7 separate regions of the Mus musculus genome follow, and regions 2, 3, 4, 5, 6 and 7 are each linked to region 1. Evidence: chromatin contacts called from public HiCAR-type and promoter capture Hi-C data. All regions are on one chromosome and are shown on one strand. Each heading gives the region's core, a stretch centred on a gene start, on an enhancer-like site or on the middle of the called end of the contact. The rest is flanking DNA. Distances are from core to core; before and after follow the strand shown.

Region 1 (3,182 bases), core at 402-2,901:
GGTTTGCACGCAAAAAGAAAAAAGGCGAGTCAGAACCATAATAAGAACCGGCTCCCGCCAGCTGTGGCTTCCCCGGAACCGGGTGGACACTTTTAGGCGGCAGGGTGCAGGGCCAGCCCCTCCTCCCAGGTGTGTTACCTGAGCACAGTCACGCTCCCCCTGCGCACCGGCAGAGAAAGCACAGGTTCCGACACCCGGATGGGCTTGAACTGGAACTTGCAGCCGAAGCAAAGTGCCGAGTCGCTGAAGAAAGACACGGACACGATGGGGCGCTCGAAGATGTGGATGGGGTCAACGTGGGACACGATGCAGCCGCCGGGCTGGTAGTCGTTGATGACCGCGCTGTTGACGAAGCCCTCGGGGATGACGCGGTGCTCCACCAGCTTCTGGATCACCAGCTGATGCACCCAGTCCGGGATCTCGTCGACGTCGCCCGGCGGGTAGAGGCGCTCCTGGCCCGGCCCGCGCTTCTGCAGCTGGGCCCCGTACGTGTAGCCCTCGCCGAAGAAGTACTTGTTGCGCAGGGGGGCCCGGTCCACCGTGTGCTCGTTGTACAGGCCCTTCTCGGCGCGGGACACCACCTCATCGATGCGGGCCTCGATCTTGGAGCACTCATCCTGACTGAAGAGCCGGATCTGCCGGATGCCGCTCTTCACCTTGCGCGCCTCTTCCTCCTTCTGCAACTGATGCTCCTCGTAGTCGCTGCGCTCGGGGTCCGAGTCCTCCTGGTATTTCCGCTTGGTGGTCCCGGACGCCGGGTAAGGCTCAGCGGCGGCCGCGGCAGCGGCAGCGGCAGCCACGGCGGCGGCCGCAGCGGCGGCGGCCTCCCGACTGCCCGCCTTGTAGTTGTCCCGGGACGTCATGGACTTGAGCTTCTCCCGCAGGTCGGTGTAGCCGCTGGCGGCCGCCATGGCCCCCGCCAACTCAACTCTAGGGTCCTCCGCGGCGGTCCGGCATGGCTCTCAGGGGACCCGAAAGGGACCCGAAAGGGAAGCGAGGGTCCTCAGTGCCAGGCCCCCATGCGTGGCTCAAGGGACCAAAGGGGTAGGCGTAGAGGGGCCGGGAAGGGGTCGAACCTCAGCCGCGGTCGGTCATGCAGCACCAGCTACAGCGGGGCTTCCTCCTCCTCCACCTTCTCCGCGTCCTGAGGGAAAAAGGCGCCGGCAGCGCCTCATGCCGCGGAGGGCTTCGGCCAAGACTCCGCCAGACTCCCGGTCGGACCCTCAGACGCCCGGCCCGGCCCGCACTTTAAAGCTCTCCTCACGACGTCACCGCCAGCCCGCCCGACCTCCGACAGCGCCGCTCCTTAGCGGGCTTCTCGACGCGCGTGCGCACTGCCGGCGGCCACGAGACTCCACGTACTTTGAGCATGCGCGTGCGTGCCGCCCAGTCGGCGGAGAGGCCGGCGCATGCGCAGACGAGGCCCGCTCGTCGGCCGCCGCCCCTCCCCCCACCCGCGGAAAGCTTCGAGAACAGCTCCCGAAAACAACAATTTGCCTGCACGCCAAGCCGCCTCCGGGGCCGAGGGACTCCACCCGCCGGAGTGTGCTCGCGGTGTCCACTGGACAGCGCTGCCGCGTCACGGCATCGTGCGGATGCCCGCAGACGCCTCAGCTTCCAGCGCACAAATCCTCGGGAATCGCCACAACCCAGTCCGCCCCGTGACCGCCCCCTTTGGAGCTTCCACTTTCTTAATTGGACTGCCGGCCACGCGTTGGGCAAACACGGACTGGAGTTTCCAGAGTCGGTTGGTAAATCATGCTTGTCAATCAACTAGTCTCCTTGGCTACTGCGTCCATCACTTAATTAGCTTCGGGCAGAAGCTCGAGGACCCCTGAAGAGTGAATGGGTGGCTAAGTAAGTGCCTGAATGGAGTTCTCGGCGACGAAAAGCCCTCAGGACTCCGGTGAAGCTTCGGAAACAGTGGAAAGTTAAAATTACGGGCAGGAGAGCATCAGGCCCAAACTGTGGAGCAAGCCAGGACAACAAAAGCTGGAGGCGCGCGGTCCGGGCACCCACACCCCATTCCCGCCGCCATCGCTTCCCGAAGCGGACGTTCCACAAGTCACGTCCCGGGACTGCCCACGGGTCGCGCAGCCGCGGGCACGCGCACGGGCACGTCACGTTCCTACTGGGGTTGGGCGTTGTTATAGGGGGCGACAAAAAGGCTTTCCTGTCTGAAGGGCGCAGATTTACCACGGATCGGTCCAAATTGGAAATATTCTTCAGACAGAAAATAAATAAATTGCACAGTGGGATGGTAAATGCGTCTCAGCACTCTGGAGACTGGTTGGAGGATAGCTCACAAATTGGATGCCAACCTAGGCTACACAGCGAGCCTCTGTCTCAAAACAACTACAACAAACCCAAACAATAAAAAATCCTGAAGCGGAGGAGAAAGCCTGAACAAAGGTTTAGCCGTGCTGGAGGTCCCTGGGCACTCCAGCAAATAGGAATAGCAAAGAGGTTCTGCTCTGAACCTCCCCAAGATGAATTCCAGCTTCCTTTTCTGGTTCCCAGTCCCTTTTCCAGTCTTTGATACTCCGTCAGATTTTCATATATCGCCGCCCCTCCTGGCTGTCCATGCTGTCTGTCATCTGTAATGCCTGTCCATCTACAGTGTCTGTCACACAGCTCACCCCTTGTCTTCCAGGCATCCCAGAGTCTGGTGTGTAAAACCAGGAACCAGTACTTACCTCGAACGGTGGTTGTGAGGATGGAATGACGCAGCAGAAGGATTGCTGATACAGCATCCAGACCTCAGTCTTCTAATCTGAAAACTGAGGGTGGCAGCAGTCTCTGTTGGAAAGTGGGGACTGTGTGGTAACTTGGAAAAGTTTGTGGAGTGGAAAGCCAAGAAATTAGGGAATCCAGGCCACCCTCTCTCCCAAACAGCAGGCAGACAAAAGGGAAATGGGTCTGGGGATTCCCGGGGCAGCCCCTTGGGCCCAGGTGACAGAGAGAGGGTGGAAGGGCAGCTGCAGGTAGAAGATGGACTGAAGGGCAAAGCCAGCTGAACTGGACTTGAGCCCGGTCTGTACTGTGTGAACACCTGGTGGGTCTCTTACCTGAGCAGTTTGCCTGGGCAGATTGAAGCTTTTCAGGAGCCCAGCTCTCTAAGCCTCTGATCTGCCTTTCATGGCGGGAGCTCTTTACCACTGCACCCAGATGCACCTAATAGC
Region 2 (3,182 bases), core at 323-2,822, 1.6 Mb after region 1:
TAATCTATACGCAGTCTATTGATCACTCTGTTAAGACTCACCGTTAAGGAAAATTGCTTATCCTTAGACAAATGGCTTTAAGACGTTGGTATTTTATGAGCAGCTCTGTAGTTACAGACGGTGTCTGAGGAGCCCAGGCTTGAACAGATCCAGTTTCAGTACAGTCTATATAAATTATATAATAAACATTATATAACTGTCTTCGTGGCCTGTATTGTTAAATTTTAAATAGTGTACAGCAGTTAACAGGGAAGAGGCCCAATTCTGTGCCATTTAAAACGATTTAAAGGTAACTCATTTAACCCCCTCCTCTCCCTTTCCCAACCACGCTCCTGATTTACCTGTAACTCAACCATTCGTCATGCTGCTTAAAGAAGTCACAATCATCTATAAAAGCATGTCCTTAGTATGATGCTGCTTTAAACTTTATGACAAAGGACACTGCTGTACTCTCACACCTAGTTTAACCAGAACCTGACAAATCACTTTGCTCCCCAAGGTTAAGCTACTTAAGTGGATCCGATTAACCAGTTCCAAAGGCCTGCAGGACCACCATGCTCATCTGTAATCCTACCACTAAGCAGGCTGAAGCAGCCTAGAGACCGGCTCCCCACCCCCACAAAGGAAACCAGCAAAACTCCAAAGTTGTAAATCGCCTTGTAACAGAACATTTATATAAACAAGTAGATTTGAAATACCAAGTCTCCCCTCAGAAACCTTTGAAAACCCCGTCCTAACTGGAAGACTTGAACATGTCAATTTAACCCAGTTTCAATAGAAACACTAGCATCTAAACCAGAACCTTATACTAATTTCTATTATTAAGTATCCCCTTAATGTCCAAACACGAACGTTAACTGCAACCTTGTGTCTGACACGGAGTGGTGGGGAGAAACTCGAACGCCTCCAACGGCCCGCAGGCCACCCGCAGATGAAGCCGTTGGTCTCCCTTGAGCTCCCCAAGCGCCGCACAGGGATGCAGGAATGCACGGAAGGAGTCAGGAGAACTGGCCTGGCCAGTAACTGGCGACAGGCTCAGTGTACAGCGCTTTCTAATGAGGTTGTGGGTGGCTCTGAAAAGAGCCTTTGGTGTCTGTAAAAGTCGCACTAACGACCGGTAGGGGCCTCACTTGCCCTTGGCCTTGTGGTGGCTCTCGGTCTTCTTGGGCAGTAGCACGGCCTGGATGTTGGGCAGGACGCCGCCCTGCGCGATGGTCACGCGGCCCAGCAGCTTGTTGAGCTCCTCGTCGTTGCGGATGGCCAACTGCAGGTGGCGCGGGATGATTCGCGTCTTCTTATTGTCGCGGGCCGCATTACCAGCCAATTCCAGGATCTCAGCAGTCAGATATTCTAGCACAGCCGCCAGGTACACCGGGGCACCAGCGCCGACCCGCTCCGAATAATTACCCTTACGGAGAAGGCGGTGCACACGGCCCACTGGAAACTGCAGGCCGGCACGGGAAGAACGAGACTTCGCTTTTGCACGAGCTTTGCCGCCCTGCTTGCCACGACCAGACATCTTCCACTGATAACCAAAAGTACGCAAAAACAGAAAAGAAACCTAGCGAAAACGAATTCGTAAGCGCCAGCAAGCTCTTATATATGATCAGGAGGGAGGCTAGACTGCACCTTCCTATTGGATGCCAACAAGAACCAATCAGAAAAGAACGCGGAGCCTTCCTAATTTGCATATGCCTTACCCCGCGATGACGTAATGTAAAATTGTATTCAATCAAAGGGAGTGATGCCTGATCCTTCATTTGAATGCAAGGCATACAAATATTCTTGCTACAGGGGCGTCCGCGTTTCCGTAGTACAACTAGACATTATGCCTGATCCATCCAAATCAGCTCCAGCCCCCAAGAAAGGCTCCAAAAAGGCGGTCACCAAGGCGCAGAAAAAGGATGGCAAGAAACGCAAACGGGGCCGCAAGGAGAGCTACTCCATCTACGTGTACAAGGTGCTGAAGCAGGTGCATCCGGACACCGGCATCTCGTCTAAGGCCATGGGCATCATGAACTCGTTCGTCAATGACATCTTCGAGCGCATCGCCAGCGAGGCCTCCCGCCTGGCGCATTACAACAAGCGCTCGACCATCACGTCCCGCGAGGTGCAGACAGCCGTGCGCCTGCTGCTGCCCGGGGAGCTGGCCAAGCATGCTGTGTCCGAGGGCACCAAGGCAGTCACCAAATACACCAGCTCCAAGTGAGGCGCGGCGAGGGTGCCCTCAATTCAAAGGCTCTTTTCAGAGCCACCCATACAGTCGTTAAAAGGGTCTTGAACACAGTGCGGGCCACTGACGATTGCCACGCGCCCGAGGCGTTCCCTGACACTGGGTGCGGCCAAGTCCGATTTTTGAGCGAGAAATGTGGGGGTATGGCTGCTTTGCCCTTCCTAAGCGTAGAGTGTGAACGACAGCTGCAGGAGCAGGCAAGGGGCGTGAGTCCTCTCCCCAAGCCTGAAGTTTCGGTGGGCGAGGTCACAGTGAGGTGGTATTCTGGATGTGGGCCCCCTTGGTGGCCTCTGAATCTGTGTTCCCTTTAGCACCCTTTCCATCCTTTTCTGGAATAGAGAGGCGTCTTTAGCCCCTGAAAACTATTCTGACATTATATCATGTCAATAAACCCTGCACTAGCAGTATGCTGGAAACGGGGCGGGGGGAGGGGCGGCACACCGCAAAGCCTGTGTGCAGGAGCTAGGATGTAATTAGCCTGAGCTGCCAGCAAGCAGTTTCAGTGGTTAGGGGATGGGAGGTGGGAAAGAGTTCCGTTGTTTTGAGCAAGAGTTGTTCCCCTAAAGCTGCATAATTTTCTGTGAAGCATTAGTAAAAGAATAATCCACACTCAGCATTTATTTGGAGAACGTCATTAAAAATTTTTTTATTAGATATTTTCTTTATTTACATTTCAAATCCTATCTCCCTTTCTGGTTTCCCCTCCGAAAACACCCTATTTCCTCCTCCTTCCCCTGCTCACCAACCCACCCACTCCTGCCTGCTTCCTGGCCCTGGCATTCCCCTACACTGGGGAGAATGTCATTTTTATGGAGAACGTTTGGGCAGGGAATTTTACCTGTGGAAAGATCACCACTTTCCTTGGTTTGGCTTTTATTTATGAAAAGAGGATTCGTGATAATTATTTGAGTTGTTACGAGACATATTGAGAATCCTATAGTCACCAGCA
Region 3 (3,182 bases), core at 285-2,784, 1.4 Mb after region 1:
TGCCGGGGCTCACACCCTGCTGTGTTGTAAGCAGCCCTGGCTTTGCCAGTTGCCAGAATGGTCAAGTACAGGTGCAAAGCCGGAGTCCCTGGGAACCCAGGGAGGATATGAGCCCTAGCCCTCCCTGGTTCCCTGCCTCTCCTGACTTTCTGTTTCCCTTCTTCCTTGGCAGGAAATCAAGAAAGCACAGGGAACTGGCCACGCCTGAAGGCCTGCTTCATTCCACAGAGTGATGTCTGTGGTCTAAATTTGCCTGGAGGTGGGGGAAACTTTGCCAGGGCACCAAGGACTTGTAGTAGACTTCCACTGTGGAGTAGAAGGAGCTACCCTTTGTCTGACCACAAGGTGGCTCTGCACCGTGGGCTGACTCACTGGCTGAATGACTCCAAAGAGTACCCATATCTAATCTCCCTGGACTATTTGTGTTCCTTTCCTTGTTCCTTCTGCTGGAGCGGGACTGACCTCTTAATAAAGTAATTACTGAATTATAGTGTCACAGCCCTCCATACTGGGCTTATGGCCTCTGGCTTTCTGCCCCTCCATGGTCAGCCCAGATGAAGGCTGCTAAGGGGGCTCTGCATAGGTGTCTAGTGGCCCTTGTCCCTGCCCGCATCCAGGGTCCACTAGTCATCAGAATGCTGGCTAGGGTTGCTCGTGTTCACTTCTTCCCCTGGGAGTCAGGCAACTGGGACAATCAGTATGGGCTGGAATCGTCTCAGCCCTAGACAACCTAGTGCTGCTGTCTCTTTGAGGTATTTCTGAGCCATTTGGGGACTCAGAGGGACAGATACCACTTGCCAGGAACAAAAGTGCCCAGCTGCAGGGGAAGAGCTAAGGTCATAATGCTGGCCCTGGAGCTGTGGGTGCTGTGTGTTCTTGGCCTTGGGTATAGGCAGCCAACCCAAGGAAGGGCAGGTGAGCCCTGTGAGGGCTGCAGGCAGGCAGAGTCCTGGGCCTTCTGTAAAGATCGCAAATTTTGAGCTCTAGAGGTTGTAGCAGGGTGCAGCATTCCTGAGGGAGATGTCCCTCCCCTCCTGTCCACGATGAGACATTCTGAGTGTCTGGTCCTGCTGTCCTCCCTCTTCCTCTGGGCTCCCAGCCCAGGCTGCTGGCTCCGCCCAAGAGAGCAATCCCAGCAGGGAGGGCAGTGGTTGTTGCCAGCTACCCCCACCCGGTGGTCAGCCACAGCTCTGCCTTGTGCATCTCCAGGTGAGGCTGCTCCTGGGGCAGACTTGGGGGTATTAACTGGATGTGGGTGTGAAGAGGGCAGGCAGGTACCCAGGCAGAAGTAGCCAGAGAGACTGGGAAGTCCTGGGCTGCCTCCAAAACTGCAGATGTTTCTCTAGAAGGGTGAGCCAGAACTGCCTGGACTTCAAGTGGAGGCTGGGGAGACCAGCAGGCCTGTCTAGATCCCTGCTGCTCCACCCCCAGGGACAATCATGGATTCAGACCCTAGGGGGAACAATGGAGCCCTTGAGGGCCCCTCCTCCATCCCCCATTGTGCTTGGTGGCGAGAGGTGGCCCTAGCCCCACAGTATGCCCTTAGAGAGGATCAGCATCCAGCCGGCAGGTGGAGGGGCTCAGCCGAAGGTTTGCATTTCCAGCCTGGAGAAGGTAGGGAGGGTACTGCTGGGGCTGCAGCCTGGCTGGGCCTTGACTGGTCTGTACTCCTTACTGCTAAGGTGGAGGTTCCCAGGTTCCTGCATCCCCTCTCAGGCTCTGTGGGGTGTGTCACAGCTGGTGCCAGATGCCACCCTGGAAGACTCACTGAGTCTCTGGCCAGATCTTGTCTTGCTGTATTAAGGGACCCTCAGGGTGTCCTTTAGCTTGGCTTCAGCTGGCTTTGTGGCTCTTTTGGGGTAACTAAACCCATGGTAGAGGGAGATGGGAACAAACCGGAGAGCCTAGGGTATTTTCAGTACCTCCCCCAGCAGCTGAGACCCTTCAGGCCATCTTAAGATGGGCCAGTCCACCCCAGCCAGTTGTAGTGTGTCCCAGGGATCAGTATGGGCACCAGGCCCAGTCTACTCAAACTGAAGAAACTTCATTATCCACTTGCCTGCTACCAAGCAGACCCTCTCAGCAGCTGGACCTACACAACCGCTGCTGTGTTAGTGTGGCGCGGTAGCCAGCACAGAAGTCTTTGGGATGCCACAGCAGTTCACTCTAAGTGCTTCCTTCCCACCTACCTTCTGTGTCTAGGGACTGCAGAGAGGGAGATATGAGGATGGGCAGCCAAAAGGGGAGATACAGGGTCCAAGGACGGGGAGGTTGGAGAAGATCCGTTTTGGAGGGCCTGCTGGCTGGAGTTGGCTCTGTATGGGACAGTGTGGACCCAGCTGGGAAGTGATTTCTAGAAATGGGGAGGGGAACCTGGCTCAGCTGTGGAGGGGCTGGCAGGACTGGAGAGACAAGGACCAGGGTGAGTATGGGCTTTCTACAAGGAATTGGGCACACGTGTGTACTCTGGGCAATGCCAAAGGAAGGCATGGAGAGTGGGAGGGGGTTGCCTACTCAGGCTAGTGCCTCCGTTTTTGGAATGCAGTTTAGCTGAAGTCTCAACCTGTAGGAGTTGTCTAGACTTAGGGTTGTGACTCTTACACCAGGTAGGTGCAGGCTAGCCCATCTGTTTTTCTGGTCCCCACAGTCTGAAGTTGAAGTTTTGCCTTCTTGAACTTCCAGGAATGTGACTTGGGTGCTGGTGAAGAAGGCCTCACAGGTCAAAGCGGGAGGTTGGTAGTTTCTGCTGGGTGCCATAACTCTGTGGTAGAGTCCTACATCTTCAACATGTTTAAATTTACAACAGAGGAGATAACAGTACAGAAAAGATCCCAGAGGACCTCATTTCCCATTCCATACTGGCATGAAACACATCACCATAATAAACTCTAGTGCTGCCTCTGTTAGTGAAAAGCCGCAGTCTGTGTGTTTCCTACATTCCCTTGCCCCTCCTGATACCACAGCACCTCTTAGTCTCCTTGTTTTAGCTGCCCATGGCTACTAAAATACTACTCGGGTATTTTTCAGGGTGCCCTCTTGGAAACTGGCCTGTGTTTTCTCTTGCTTTGTTGGGGTTATGGGTTTCAGAAAGAATACTATGGGGGTGATGAGCCTGTCTATATAGGTGCTATCAACAGCCATAATGGTGAATCATAGGGCTCAGGTGTCACGGCAAAGGTACA
Region 4 (3,182 bases), core at 208-2,707, 1.3 Mb after region 1:
TTAGGCTCCATGGCCACAAAGATGAGTGCTGGAATGCTGCCAACCTGGTGAGCCTCCTCTCTCCTTGGAGACAAGTTCTCATTATGCAGCCTTGTCTAGCTTGGAACTCACTATTTTACCTAGGTACAAAGTTGAGATGACACAAAAGTAGAAGTAACCAGACACACGTACCAGCTTGTGAGAACTCTGAGAGATCAGCCTGCTGTCTACCAAATGCTGGGATTAAAGAAAGTTGTGTGCCGCCCACCCCACAAGCACCTCCCACCAAACTGGCCAGTATCATGGTCCTGAGCGTCACCCTGCTGGGTCACCTATGGCAGCTACTGAGACTCCAGCCCAGAGATGGAGGTCCGCCTACTTCAGTCAAACTAAGAGAGCTAAGGCAGTCTGCCCCTTTATGCACAGGGAGGCAGACTCAACTTACTCCGGTTCGACCTTGTCCTCAGCGCGAGGCTTCTTCCTGGGAGCAGTTGGGGCAGTGCTTGGGCCTTCGCTGTCCACACGGTGGTGCTGTATGACATGAGTAGCCGTGGTGAGGAACACCCAGGGAATCCTGCCCCACATCTCAGACACCTCTAAACCCCAGGATCCTGTGCATTGGGCTTGACAGGGTTTACCGTGAACACTGACAGCCCAAGTTTGGCAGCCTCTTTGTCTTCTCGGGATAGCGCCACACGGCCCGCGGAGCCACTGCAGGGGACAGAGCATTTGAGGACAGTTCTCAATCACCGCCCAGGCCTACCCTGGACTCCCCAACTAGCCTAACCTGGCGCTGCCCAAGCCCAGGAGCCGGTCCACGCCCTTCTCCTCGGGGTCTCCTCCTTCCCGTTTGCAGATCTCCACGAAGTCCTGCGAAAGCAGGGTAAGATAGGAGGTTCTAGGCCGAGACAGACGGACCCCCCCACCCCCCCCCAACCACCCCGCGGACCTCGAACCCATATCTCAGACTCACCTCCTTGCTCAGGCCGGTGGGCTGTTTCCTCACGTTCTTGTAACCACTGCGAGCAAAGGTCAGGAATGCTCATCAAGGGTCTGGCCCCTCGGTCCCCTTCTTTCCTGTGCCCCGCCCACATCCAGCCCCGCCCCAGGGCCACCCAGATCCCGCCCTCGGGGCTTGCGGTCGCCCCGCAGACCAGGCACTTACAGTGCGGCCAGCAGCGCCTCACGCTCCGCCTCGCGCACGGCTGCCAGCTCTTCCTCACGGCTCGGGCCGGTACACGGCGCGCGGTCCTTCGCGTACCAGGTGAGGTCGCGGCCCTTCTGCCAGCGGCCTACTGGCGCCATCAGCGAGTTGCCCAAGTAGTTCTCCCTCTGCTTGTCAGTCTTCACGTCCTCCCAATTGAACTGGTCTTGTCCGCCACGCACGCCACCGCGATTGGAGCCGAACATGGCGCTGGAGCCACTGCACAGCCTTCAGTACCCGCGGTCTCTAGTCGGACTTCCCGCAGCACTCCGGACGCACGCCGTGACGTCACTCTCGCGCCCCCGCGCGCGCCTGCGCTCTCGCTAACGTGCCCGTGCGCCTGCGCACTGCGTATCCGAGGGCCTTATCAATCAAGATCCTCTTTCTAAAGGGCGTTCAGGGCTTCTCTGGCGCATCCTTCATCCTAGTGCCACGTGCGCCTGCGCAATAGCTCCTCAAAAAGGCGGCTGTGCTATCCCACCTGATAACTCTCGTGTGAAGGAATCTCGGTGGAAGGGGACACTACAAAACCTTAGTGACACCAGGAGGGGCCGGCCCCTTGCTTTCTGGAAAGCCAAGAATGCTAACTCCAAAGGTCCCGGGTCACTGTTGAAACTAAGTTAAATAATGGCAAACCTTCACGGAACAGAGGGACAGATAAAGTCACCAAAGAAACATGGATTCACTCTTCCATGCTCTGGGTGACAGAATATGCGTATGTGACATGAAAGCCAAAGCATCCCTAAACCAGAGCGATCTGTGTTCTCTGCAGGTGAAGCTTTACTGGGCAATTTACTGAGGCTGCGCCTCAAAATGAACAGAAACTGAGCTACATCTTAATGACAGATCACTTGCTTAACATGATGGTCTTGGGTTTCATCCCTAGTCTGAAAAAATACCCATCCTGGAACTCTCTAGCATCCCAAATAGACCAAGACAGCCTCATTTTTATGTCTTCATCCTGAACACGTTGAGTACCTGCCACAGCTTGTGAGGCTCTTGGTATGAGCCCTGAGGTCATGGCCTGGCTTTAGAGGACACAGTTGGGACAGATTCCTCAGAACAAGATCATACTCGGGATGAATGGATGGTCCCAAGGGGAGCTGCACAATAAAGTGGAAACGTATCCTTTATTTGCCTGATGTAATTGTCATTTCTGAAGCTTACCGCCTCTGTCTGCTAACCCAGGCCTTGTCCTGGAAGCTTCTAGCCTCCATACAATCTTATCTTGGCCTAGAATGTTTTCAACCTCTGAGACCTATTGCTGAATAAGCTCACCCTTTAATGCTCTTCTGAACTCTATCTAGCTGGGTGGTCAACTCAGCTATTCTGGCTCAGACTCCTCCACACTGAATGATTCAAATTGGCTTCTTCCAGCTTCCCCCGAATTGCTCTGCTTGGCCTCATACGACCTTTGGTATTATGTTCTAATCTCTGGCTCATTTTCTGGCTCGTTCTGTCTTCACCTGGCTAGTTTGTTCTTTCTCTGCAACCTGTCTCTGTACAATGGTCCCAGTAAACTGCCCTCTCCTATTCTTTCCCCTAAGTCACTTCTTTCCTCTCTGTTCTCATGAGAGATAGGCATATCCTATTCTGTCAAATCTCCCTGAGTCACTGGAAATCACTTTCAAACATGGGTGCTTCTTTCTAACTAAGTTTACCTTCATTGGGATTAAAGGTGTGTACTAAGGCTGAGGCACACAATTAGAAATGTTTTTTTCCAGTAAACAACAAAATCTGCAACAATAAGGGAGCATCGGTCAGTCATGTGGGCCACAGCAAAAGAAGAGCATACTAGCCGTCTCCTAGGAAAGGTCTCCAGAAAGCCAGGGAGCAGCTTCTGGGCCTTCACCTTTAACCAGGCCAGGTATGCTTAGGACACGGAAGGTCGAGCTGCATGGTCAGATCACAGAATGCATACTAGGTGACGCTAAGGAGGAGGTGGACTATGGGTCTGGGAGGTCACGGGACAAATGTCTAGAACGGTTCTAAGGCCTGT
Region 5 (3,182 bases), core at 291-2,790, 1.3 Mb before region 1:
TTTTAAAAACTTTTTGTTTTCTAGTGTTTGGTGTTTGTTTGTTTGTTTGTTTGTTTGGTATTTCAAGACAAGATTTTTCTGTGCTTAAGAAAACAATTTTTACTTTACTGCTATGGTTTGGATGGTTTGAATGTGTTCCTCAAAGTTTCCTGTGGTGGATGCTTGGTCCTCCGTGTGGCAAGAAGTAAGTTGAATTGAGAGACTGTGATACGGGTTCTTTCAAAAGTGAGTTGTTATACAGTCGTAACACTGGTCCCTTCTCAGTCTCTGGTTTCTTTGCCCTGTGATCTCTTTCTGTCCCATAGTCCCTTGTGAAGCCTTTTTTCATGAGCTCCTTGTCAGAGCTGGTGCTTTGCTGTTTGGGGTGTCAGCCTCCAAAACTGTGAGCTGCATAAATCTCATTTCTTTATAAGGTGCCAAGCCTGGGGCATTTTGTTCTAGCAATGGAAAATGGACTTACTGAGTCTGTGGTATTCTTTTTTTAGGAAAAGAAAATGGACTAGAGACATTGCTTTCAGATTCCTGACCTGTCTCAAAGCTGAAGGTTTTTAGGGCTTCTACCTGTTTGTCAAGATGAGTTCCAGAGGGCTGGCTGGAGATACGGCTCAGTGGTTAAGAGCACTGGCTAGTCTTCCAGAGGACTCAGGTTTGATTCCTAGTACCTACATTGTGGCTCATAGCTATCTGTAATTGCAGTTTCAGATCGACACCCTGGTCTGGCCTCTGCAGGCACTAGGTGCACTCGTGGTGCACATATATGCAGGCAAAACACCCATACACATAAAAGTAAAATCAGAGGGGGGAGGGGAGGAGGAGGAAGAAGAGAGGAGAGAGAGACAGAGACAGAGAGGGAGAGGTGAGAGAAGTGAGAGAGGTGAGAGGAGTTGTTTCAGGGGCAGGCGATGAAATTGACAGCAACATCCCCAAACCTGAACACACACTTAGGTATGGGGTCACACATATTGTTTACCATGGCTTTGTAATGCTTTCTTGAGCAAAAGTTGACTATCATTTTTCACCTAAACAATCCGAGGAAAAAAAAAAGCCCGAGGCAAACTGGTAGTTGACTGGTGTGATGAAGCGCCTCCTTAGAAAGGAGGTTCTGAGCCTCCCTCAGAAGTCTAGAGACCCCCAGAAGGCGCAGGTTCCAGTCAGACCCTATCCCTTAGGTGGGTTGTCTAGCAGTTTGCGGTCTGGATTTGAAAGGCAGCTCCCGGAGTTTTTGTCTCCAGTGTCTGCACCGCCTCAGCGACTCCCGGGGCCGGAGTTCAAGATCCGCCTCTTAGAGGGTGGCTTCAGGTCAGGGCGTGGCGGGCTCTAGCTAGCCGCGGGCGCCGAGCCGAGCGGAGCCGAGCCCGCCGCCCGTTCCTAAGCAGCCGCGGCCTCCTCCCCACACCCCTGCTCGCCAACTCGCTCCAGTGACTGCAGACTCGCCCCGGTGCCTGGCGCCGCGTCCCGGGGTGCGCACTCCTTTTCTCGGCGGAGGGAGCAGGACTGGGGCGCATCGTCCTACAAGACGCGCTGACGTCGCACAGGGCCGGTAGTCGGCGCGGAGCGGCCGGCGCGCGCGCGTGCGTTGGGCGCTCCCGCGAAGCAGGCAGAAGCCGCCACCGCGGCTGTGCGGGTTCCAGGGCGGCGGCCGCTACACAGCAGCGCCGCGGGCGCAACAAGCGGAGGCAGCCGCACCTGCGGGGATGGCGCGGCCCCGGCCCTGCACCGCTGTCAGGCGCGCGGGTAGCTCCGGGTACGCCCAGTGACGGCGGCGGTGCCCTCGGCCGGGCAGTGCCCAGGCCGCTTGGCTAGAGCCCCGCGGCCGACGGCGGCCCGGGCCATGAGAAGCGACCGGGCCCAGGCCTCGCTGACCCCGGCTCCGCGCGGCGGCCCGTCCCGTTTCCGCTCCGGCCTCTCGGCATGAGTGTCCATCCGGGCCCGGGGCCGTGGCTGCCCCTGTCCCGCCGCCCGCGGGCGTGCTTGGGGCCCTCGGGCCCGCGGTGCTGATCCCGGTTCTCCGCCACGCCTGCCCACCCTAGCGCTCTATGTCCCGGGGGCGCGGCCATGGAGGTGGTGGGCGACTTCGAGTACTGCAAGCGGGACCTCGTGGGACACGGGGCCTTCGCTGTGGTCTTCCGGGGGCGGCACCGCCAGGTGAGCGCCGCCGGCCCGTTGTCTGGTGCGAAACTGGGGAGCCAGCGCCCCGGTCCTGGCCGCTGGGCAGGGCTCCCCGGGCCTGCCTGCCTTTGTGCTTGCTGTCACTGTCGCAGGGTTTGTTTTGGAGGCCAGAGCCGCTAGGCTGAGCTCCACCTACCGACGGGCGCAGAGCCACTGATGTTCTTCCCTGACAGTGTGCTGGGTAACCGAGGTGCGCCCGGGGACTTGCTGCTCAGAGAAGCCACTGGTCCCGAAGCGACTAGGACTCCAGTGTTTGCACAGTGTAATGTGCTTGTCCATACTATGGGTCGGTGGACCTTTGTCCCTTCTCCCTGCCCCGGGCTTTCCGGAGCTTGTCACCTTTACCGTGGATAATTGCACACCCAGCGGAAAACGGGCGCGTTTCCCGTTAGTCTGAAGCTTTCTCAGACTATCACGTTCCTCTGTGTCTGGGGGAGCTTTGTAGTATCCCTCCCCTTTTTGAGTTAGAGGAAATAAGTGACAAAGGTAGTTGGACCCTAACCTAATAATACAACGTAGATGCAAGTTCAAACCTCAGTTGTTTGGGTTTTTTTTTTTGTTGTTTCTTTGTTTTTTCCAAGCCACTGTTTCGCAAATAGGTCACACGAGGTTATAGAATCTAAAGAATTTGAGAAGGCACATTGAGACTGGAAGTAATTAAAAAAAAAAAAAAAAGCTTTGGTTATTCTGTTTGTTTCAAGAGTGCCTATTAAAAAGGTACTGTCGTCTATGTCTTATTCATTATGAAATAACTTAAAAGTCAAGGAAAAAAAATAAGAGCAGTGTAATCCAGCCAGGATAACTTCATTAAACTCTATCACTTCCCAAGTTTATTTATCCATAACTCCTATGTGACTGTAAACTTTTTTCAACTGATCCTATATGGTCTTTGTATTTACAACTTTTAATGACTAGTGCTGTAGGACATTGCTATGTATTGTGTTGTTTATGAAATCAGTTTTTTAGTTTGAGATTTGAGGTCTTTGCCATGTTTCCCCACTACCACATATACA
Region 6 (3,182 bases), core at 233-2,732, 1.3 Mb after region 1:
ATACAATTTAACATTCAAAGTTCATGTGCAATATGAAAATTTCACTGTGGCTTCAGCTGACCTGGGGAGGTAGGAAGAGCCTGCCTAGGTAGGTATCCACTTCAAATGTATCATCCATTACACATGTGGATATTAAATATCTACAAAGGCTGTTTAAAATTTTAACTGACACAAATAATTATTTACGGGGTACAGAGTGATGTTTTGAGCGGGACTACAATGTACAGTGGTCACATTACAATAAACAGAATGACTACCACCCTGTCTCCATTTTTTCATAATTTTAGCCTTTTTAGGTACAGAAAGGGAGTTTGGTTCTTGACTATTAGCCTGCGGTTTTCTGGACACCCCATCTCTTTGTCGACTTATCCATGAGGCTAAGACAGGCTTCTGGCATGGCTGGAATCACAGGTCTCAGGAGATGTCCTGCCATTTCTCCAGGGTTGGTGGCAGGCAGCGACACCCAAGGCTTTGTATAAACACTTGCTGTGTGTTGAGGGTGAGAGAGAACAGGCAAGCACCCCCATAGACGTTTACAGAAGCAGCATTTGAAAATGGAGCCCTGAGCGATGGAAAGGGATGTGTTAGGGTCAAGAAGGTGACTATTGCATCGAATCCTGCCAGGCTCAGCACCCACAACTCTGGGGAGAAAGCTCTGGAGGTCTCAACCCCCAAACACAGTGAGGATGCCCTGTACCCTGTGCCTGGACACAACAGTGGCTGAAGCAGGCCCTGGTAACAGAACTGTCTCCTGCTAACTCAATAGATAGGGCTCCAGGCTCAAAAGAATCTCCCAGGGCCCTCAACATCTCCTACCTGTGGGACTTCTCCCAACAGCACACGGGGTGGAAGAACTGGATAGGGAGGACAGAGCCTGGGCCTGATTCCTGCATCGATGGGGAGAGTTAACGGATTCCTCCTCACCTGCACCCTGAAGGAGGCCACCCCATCACTGCCTCTCAGGCAGTGCTATGCCCATGCAGGTGTCTGGTCCTCTCAGTCAGCTCTGAGCGTGCACACAGGTCCAAGACCAGTGTGGAGACATGGTGCTTGTCTGACATTTGGCCTGCGCCTCTTCCCACTTTGGCCATCTGTCGGTCACATCATTCTCTTCAATTCCAGGGCCCAGCTGGAATATCAGAGACCCTGGGGTACTGTGAGAAGGACATTACACCTCCTAGGGCTGACACGACCTTCCCACTCTGACCTTGGCGCTCTAGAACGCTTACTGGCCTCAACCCCCGCATCCGCGGAATGGGCTGGAATTCCGCAGGAAGGCGCGCGTGCGCACGCGCCGGCGGACACGGAACTCCATACACCACACCCTTGCTCGTTCTAGTGCCGGGAGCCAGAGTGCTAGCCCGGGACCCGATCCGGAAACAGAGCGACCTCGGCTCCGCCCCGTGAAGGCTACAAAGTGCAGACGCGCAAGCGCCATCCGTGTGGGGGCGGGGCCCTCTGCGTGCCCGCCCTCTTCCCCCGGCGTGCCCCGCGGCAGGCGCTGACGTGGCTGCCGTCAGCGCCGCCATCTTGTGGGAGCGAAACCAACGCCTGGCTGGGAGCAGCCGCCGCGGAGGTGAGACGCGGGGCGCGCTGAGGCCGAAACTGGGGAGGCCGCGGGCTGGTCATCGTGGGAGTCAAGGGGGCGCTCAGCTGCGGCTGCTAAGGACCGAGTCCGGTCGGGCGGCCTGAGGTCTATGCTCAGTGAGCTCGGCGGCAGGCCGGACAGAGGATCGGGACGCCCCGGAGTCCCGCGTCGCCCACGGCCGCTTGGCCCTCCCCCACTCCGCGGCCCTTACGCCTGCCTGGCCGCCCGCCGCGGGCCGCAGCCCGGAAGTCCGGCCAGGACGCCGGCTCTTCTCCAGGAAGCCAGGTTTCCTGCTGTTCCTCTCTGCGCCTCTCCTAGGCTCCACGGCCCGAGAGCCTGGGAGCGGGGAGCAGGGTTCGGGGGGTCACGGGGTTTTCCTTCTTAAAGGCTAGCCGGCCGCTTCAGATACGGCATGAACCGCGGGCTTGGGGAAACTGAGGCTCGGGTGGCCCCGAGACGACGTCAAGGTCACTCGGGTGGCGAGGTCTTCCTCTTCTGTCTCTCGAGTCCGGTTCCTGTCGGCCTGGAGGACCGAAGTTGTAGGAAGGGGGAAGGGAAAGGGACAGGTGTCGGACAGGGGCTCCGAACTGCGGATCCAGGTGCTGGGATTTAACACGCGCATTTGCGGATCTCGGGGGATACCAGAATACCCACTGTGATCCCCAATTAGCCGTGATTTGGGCCCCGAATATCGTCGGTGAGATCTGCATTGGGGTGCCGATGGCCCCCGGAGGGGTTTGAGCCTTGTTTCGCCTCTTGACCGGCTCCTTTATGCACTTTTGGGTGGATTAGAAAGGCCATTCTGAATTGGAGAATCTTTAACCTGCCCATGGAATAACCCGTTCCCGGCCTCTGAGCAGTCCGCAGGTACAGAGACCAGGTCCAGTACACAATTCTGGCTGTCCATTTAGGGTGGTCGTGCCATGTCAGTTTGTAGTGTAGGTAGCTACATATGTTGTATGGTCTAGCTACATAGAACAAATGCAAAATGCTAGGGATTCTGTTCACATCAAGAAGGAATTCTCCCATTCAAACAGCAACTGGCTGCTTTGTCAGGAAAGGAAGGGTCAGCTGCTCTTGGTCCCAGAAGTCATTGGAGAGCCCAGTAGTTGATGCCACAACCCATGTTGGAGTCTTCTGTTGTAGTTCTTGTTTCACAACTAGTGGTCAGCAGTTTTTCCTGCAGGCTGATTCTGGTGGTTTCTGCCGTGTCTGTCAGAAGACTAGTGAGGTGCCATGGTGCTTTGTGTGCTGGCCTCGTGTCTCTCCTCTGTCTTAGCCAGTATCCACAGTGCCTGACATAGGTGACTATAGTGTCCTCACTTTTGAACTTTTAGCAGCACTAGCAGAAATAGCCTAAACTATGAGATTTGATGCACTGTGTTACTACCTGGTTTCTCTGTTTCTCCAGAGAGTTGTGTGGTGTAAGGGCCAGTCACAGATGTGTGAACTACATTGTCTTCTGTGGCATAAAGGTTTCCCTTATTGGAATGTCTCTCACTTATCCTTAGATTTGAAAATGGGTCTGAGTCACTGGATCACCACACTGTTCTCTTGCTTGTGAGGCAGATGTACAGAATTGCTACTTCAAAAA
Region 7 (3,182 bases), core at 465-2,964, 1.2 Mb before region 1:
GACACAGAGGTGGACAAGAAATGGCTGTTCAAGCCAGGCGGTGGTGGCGCACGCCTTTAATCCCAGCACTTAGGAGGCAGAGGCAGGCGAATTTCTGAGTTCGAGGCCAGCCTGGTCTACAGAGTGAGTTTCAGGACAGTCAGGGCTATACAGAGAAACCCTGTCTTGAAAAACCAAAAAAAAAAAAAAAAAAAAAAGAAATGGCTGTTCCAGAGGGCCAAAATTAATCCAAGAAAAGGTAAACTAGCCTCTGAACCTGCAACATCCCAATCTCCCCCACAGTACTGAAATTGTCATCAGTCAGCCAGACACAGCTTCTTTTCAGTTTTCGTGCATACTTCCCATGAATTCTAGCTACCCACAAGCCCTCCTATGAATTCTAACCATCCTCAGCCTTCTGATAATTAATTCTAGCCACCTGTGCATCCTCCCATAAATGTCTGCTTGTCTCACTTGTGAACTGGAAGTGCAGTGGATGAGAGCCTTTAAGTATACACATGGAGCAAGGCACTGCAGGTGGTGCCTATCTATTGCTTTGTCACTGGCATCTGAGTACCCACAGCAATTAAATAGAGATAAGTCTTACCCCATTTCTGAAAGTTACTGTTAATATATATTAATATAAAATATAGATAATAATAAATAATGCCTTGATACCTGGCATGCACTATATGTTTGTTATGTTATAAATAGGGATCACTGGGGGCTGGTGAGATGGCTCAGTGGGTAAGAGCACCCGACTGCTCTTCCAAAGGTCCAGAGTTCAAATCCCAGCAACCACATGGTGGCTCATAACCATCTGTAATGAGATCTGACTCCCTCTTCTGGAGTGTCTGAAGACAGCTACAGTGTATTTACTGTATAATAAATAAATAAATATTTAAAAAAAAAAGAAAGAGAGGAAGGGCCAAGTAGCCCCTTAAAAAATAGGGATCACCATATTTCAAGGTATAAAGAATTCAGCAATGATATATCAACAGCAACCAATTTGCTAGGAATGATGGCCACCCTTTTAATCCTAACACTCAGGAGGCAGAGACAGATGGATCTCTGTGAGTTCCAGGTCACCCAGAGCTACAATTTTTTAAAAAACTAACTTTTAGAATGTTTAATTATTTGTATATGTTTATGTTTATATGAGTGCAGGTGGCTGAGGAGGCCAGAGACATCAGGGAGACTTGGAGCTAGAATTACAGGCAGTTGTGAACTGCCTGACATTGGTTCTGGGAACCAAACTCAGCTTCTCTGGAAAAGCAGTATATACTCTTAACCACTGAAAAGAAGGAAGGGACAACAAAGCGAATAATTATGAATGATAACTGCTCATCGACTGTATGCTAAGAACCATGCCAAGAGGTTCGCAGATTTCTCACTCACTCCTCCCAACCCCAGGAGATGGGGGTACTGCTGTCATCTCTTTTTCAGAAGAACTCAGGTCAAAGAGGTGACTTGCTCAGTCTTGCAGGACAGTAAAGACTTGAACCCAGTCAGAACCTATGAATTTTAACCACACTTCCAACCACGCCCACTCTAATTCTCCCCCACTTTCCTCGAGTCTGACCACGCCCACACAACATCCTCCCGCCCACTCTGGCGGCCACGCCCACAGCATCAAATGCATTGCCTTCTACCCCACTTTCTGCCCCGCCCCTCTTCCTCCAGACCACGCCCCTCGACGGCCTCGCCCACTCTAGTCAGTTGCCCTCAGGCCCCGCCCCTGGCCTCGCAGTCTCGAAAGACTTTCTCGCGCTTAGAGTCGCCATTTTGCTGTAAGACGCCGTGCGGAGCTCTGTGCTCTCTTCCTTCGGCAGCCGAGGCTGCGGCGGGCCGGGCTGGGGTCGGGACCAGGTAGGCGGGCGGGAGCCTCGGCGGGCGGACGGCGGGCCCCGCGAGCTCGCGCGGTGCCGGGCGGGAGCCATGGCCCTTGTTGCTCCGGGGCGAGCCCGGGGCCCCGTGTTCGGCTCCACCAGCCTTAGTGGATGATTGGGCTCCAATCAGACGTAGGAGGAGCGGCATAAGATACTCTGCAGAAAAATCTCTTCCTCAATCTGTTACATTATTGATAAGGATTTATTTTTCTTATATCGATATTGGCAGAGTTTGGGTGTTTAGCTTTTGTGAGGGATACGAAAATACTGAACCGAGCTTTGAGGCCTGAGGAAGTGTGAGTTCTAATGTTTTATGTTTTTTTTTTTTCTTTTTTTTTTTTTTTCTTGCGGTTCTGGAGTCGAATGCAAGGTGAAGCAATGCAAGCGGCCTGCCATTGACCCATCTCATGCCCTAGTGCTTAACAATTTAAATGCACAAATAAAAATAAAATAGGTGCGTGCCCCTAAGCCCCACTATAGGAAACCTTTCTTGTCTTTTAACTGCTGTAGTTTGTATCATTATTATCCAATTTTTGCAGAGATATGCACATTATATTCATTAGCTACTCTGTGGTTTAACATAGAACCAGTGTTTCTGTTCTTAAATAATCTTGCAGTTTGTGGGGCTTGATGGCACACCCCTTAATCTCAGAGACTGGTGAAAGGATCTTGAGGGCTCATGGTCCACAGAGCGAGTTCCTGGCAAACAGGGCTACAAAGTTGTTGGGGGTTTTTTGTTTGTTTGTTTGTTTGTTTGTTTTGTTTTGTTTTTAAATTGTACTTTCTATCATTGACAATATAGCTCTATACTTGGGATAAGCTCCAAGAATTGACAACACCAAAACATAGTTCTGTGCTCTTTCTTTGGCATTTAGTATGTATCTTTTTTTCTGATAAGGTATGTTTGCAATAGACATTTCAAAATCTGGGTATTTGATTCTATTGCCTGTAGTTCATCAGGTTGCCAAGTCATGCTCTGTATGACTGAGAGTCGCAACCTATTGTTGTATGCAGGGAACTGTATTGCATATCAGACTGCTACCCCACTCTGTCCTTCAGGGGCCACTGTTATGAGGAAGAGGTTACCTCGTATGACTTCGTTAAAGTCTGGGAAGTAATGTCAAACCTGTTTTCCTATTAAAACTGCTTCCCCAGGTGTGGGGGCTGGAGAACTGGCTGGTTAAGAATACTAGTTGTTCAAGACTGAGTCAGTTCCAGCACCCACCCACGTGACAGCCTACAACCACCTCTAATGCTAGACCCACCCAATCTGACACCCTCTGCTGGTCTCCAAGAGTACCAGGCACACGCGGT

Evidence for each region. Promoter capture Hi-C pulls out the DNA fragments that hold promoters and counts their contacts. HiCAR-type assays count read pairs that join an accessible place to other places. Capture Hi-C pulls out chosen DNA fragments and counts their contacts.
Region 2: a promoter capture Hi-C map of liver shows a contact between it and region 1, with 2.5 times the contacts expected there. The contact joins the promoter of H2aw here to the promoter of Alkbh5 in region 1. A contact is called at or near these places in 4 of 39 promoter capture datasets (the C10 cell line, liver and pre-B cells), 1 of 115 datasets of contacts at active chromatin or transcription factors (large pre-B cells) and 2 of 9 other capture datasets (adipose tissue and liver).
Region 3: a promoter capture Hi-C map of liver shows a contact between it and region 1, with 6 times the contacts expected there. The contact joins the promoter of Gjc2 here to the promoter of Alkbh5 in region 1. A contact is called at or near these places in 3 of 39 promoter capture datasets (liver and pre-B cells), 1 of 484 Hi-C or Micro-C datasets (B cells), 1 of 115 datasets of contacts at active chromatin or transcription factors (pancreatic cancer cells) and 2 of 9 other capture datasets (adipose tissue and liver).
Region 4: a contact with region 1 is called in a promoter capture Hi-C map of pre-B cells, with 3 times the contacts expected there. The contact joins the promoter of 2310033P09Rik here to the promoter of Alkbh5 in region 1. A contact is called at or near these places in 4 of 39 promoter capture datasets (hippocampal neurons, liver, pre-B cells and 1 more), 1 of 484 Hi-C or Micro-C datasets (B cells) and 1 of 115 datasets of contacts at active chromatin or transcription factors (pancreatic cancer cells).
Region 5: a promoter capture Hi-C map of liver shows a contact between it and region 1, with 3 times the contacts expected there. The contact joins the promoter of Ulk2 here to the promoter of Alkbh5 in region 1. A contact is called at or near these places in 5 of 39 promoter capture datasets (the C10 cell line, hippocampal neurons, liver and 1 more) and 1 of 115 datasets of contacts at active chromatin or transcription factors (astrocytes).
Region 6: a contact with region 1 is called in a promoter capture Hi-C map of liver, with 4 times the contacts expected there. The contact joins the promoter of Arf1 here to the promoter of Alkbh5 in region 1. A contact is called at or near these places in 7 of 39 promoter capture datasets (3T3-L1-derived adipocytes, the C10 cell line, hematopoietic stem and progenitor cells and 3 more), 1 of 115 datasets of contacts at active chromatin or transcription factors (astrocytes) and 2 of 9 other capture datasets (adipose tissue and liver).
Region 7: a contact with region 1 is called in a HiCAR-type map of astrocytes, with 2.9 times the contacts expected there. The contact joins the promoter of Prpsap2 here to the promoter of Alkbh5 in region 1. A contact is called at or near these places in 3 of 39 promoter capture datasets (cranial neural crest, pre-B cells and second pharyngeal arch cranial neural crest) and 2 of 115 datasets of contacts at active chromatin or transcription factors (astrocytes and large pre-B cells).

Annotation. Positions count from the first base shown.
Region 1 is chr11:60,536,152-60,539,333 of GRCm38.p6, reverse strand. Alkbh5 (alkB homolog 5, RNA demethylase) reads right to left here and starts at 1,651. Exons shown (of 4, transcript NM_172943.4): 1 at 139-1,651. The coding sequence starts at 911.
Region 2 is chr11:58,953,075-58,956,256 of GRCm38.p6, reverse strand. It overlaps H2aw (H2A.W histone), which reads right to left and starts at 1,572. Exons shown (of 1, transcript NM_178218.4): 1 at 1,065-1,572. The coding sequence starts at 1,519. The coding sequence ends at 1,127. It also overlaps the pseudogene H2bu1-ps and a transcript of Trim17 not described here.
Region 3 is chr11:59,181,178-59,184,359 of GRCm38.p6, reverse strand. It overlaps Gjc2 (gap junction protein, gamma 2), which reads left to right and starts at 1,534. Exons shown (of 2, transcript NM_175452.4): 1 at 1,534-1,614. Guk1 (guanylate kinase 1) reads left to right here. Exons shown (of 8, transcript NM_008193.3): 8 at 173-505. The coding sequence ends at 208.
Region 4 is chr11:59,206,636-59,209,817 of GRCm38.p6, reverse strand. It overlaps 2310033P09Rik (RIKEN cDNA 2310033P09 gene), which reads right to left and starts at 1,457. Exons shown (of 7, transcript NM_024210.2): 1 at 1,145-1,457; 2 at 953-998; 3 at 767-849; 4 at 618-690; 5 at 425-510. The coding sequence starts at 1,389.
Region 5 is chr11:61,853,450-61,856,631 of GRCm38.p6, reverse strand. It overlaps Ulk2 (unc-51 like kinase 2), which reads left to right and starts at 1,540. Exons shown (of 27, transcript NM_013881.4): 1 at 1,540-2,145. The coding sequence starts at 2,056.
Region 6 is chr11:59,226,567-59,229,748 of GRCm38.p6, reverse strand. It overlaps Arf1 (ADP-ribosylation factor 1), which reads left to right and starts at 1,482. Exons shown (of 5, transcript NM_007476.3): 1 at 1,482-1,576.
Region 7 is chr11:61,760,620-61,763,801 of GRCm38.p6, reverse strand. Prpsap2 (phosphoribosyl pyrophosphate synthetase-associated protein 2) reads left to right here and starts at 1,714. Exons shown (of 12, transcript NM_144806.2): 1 at 1,714-1,848.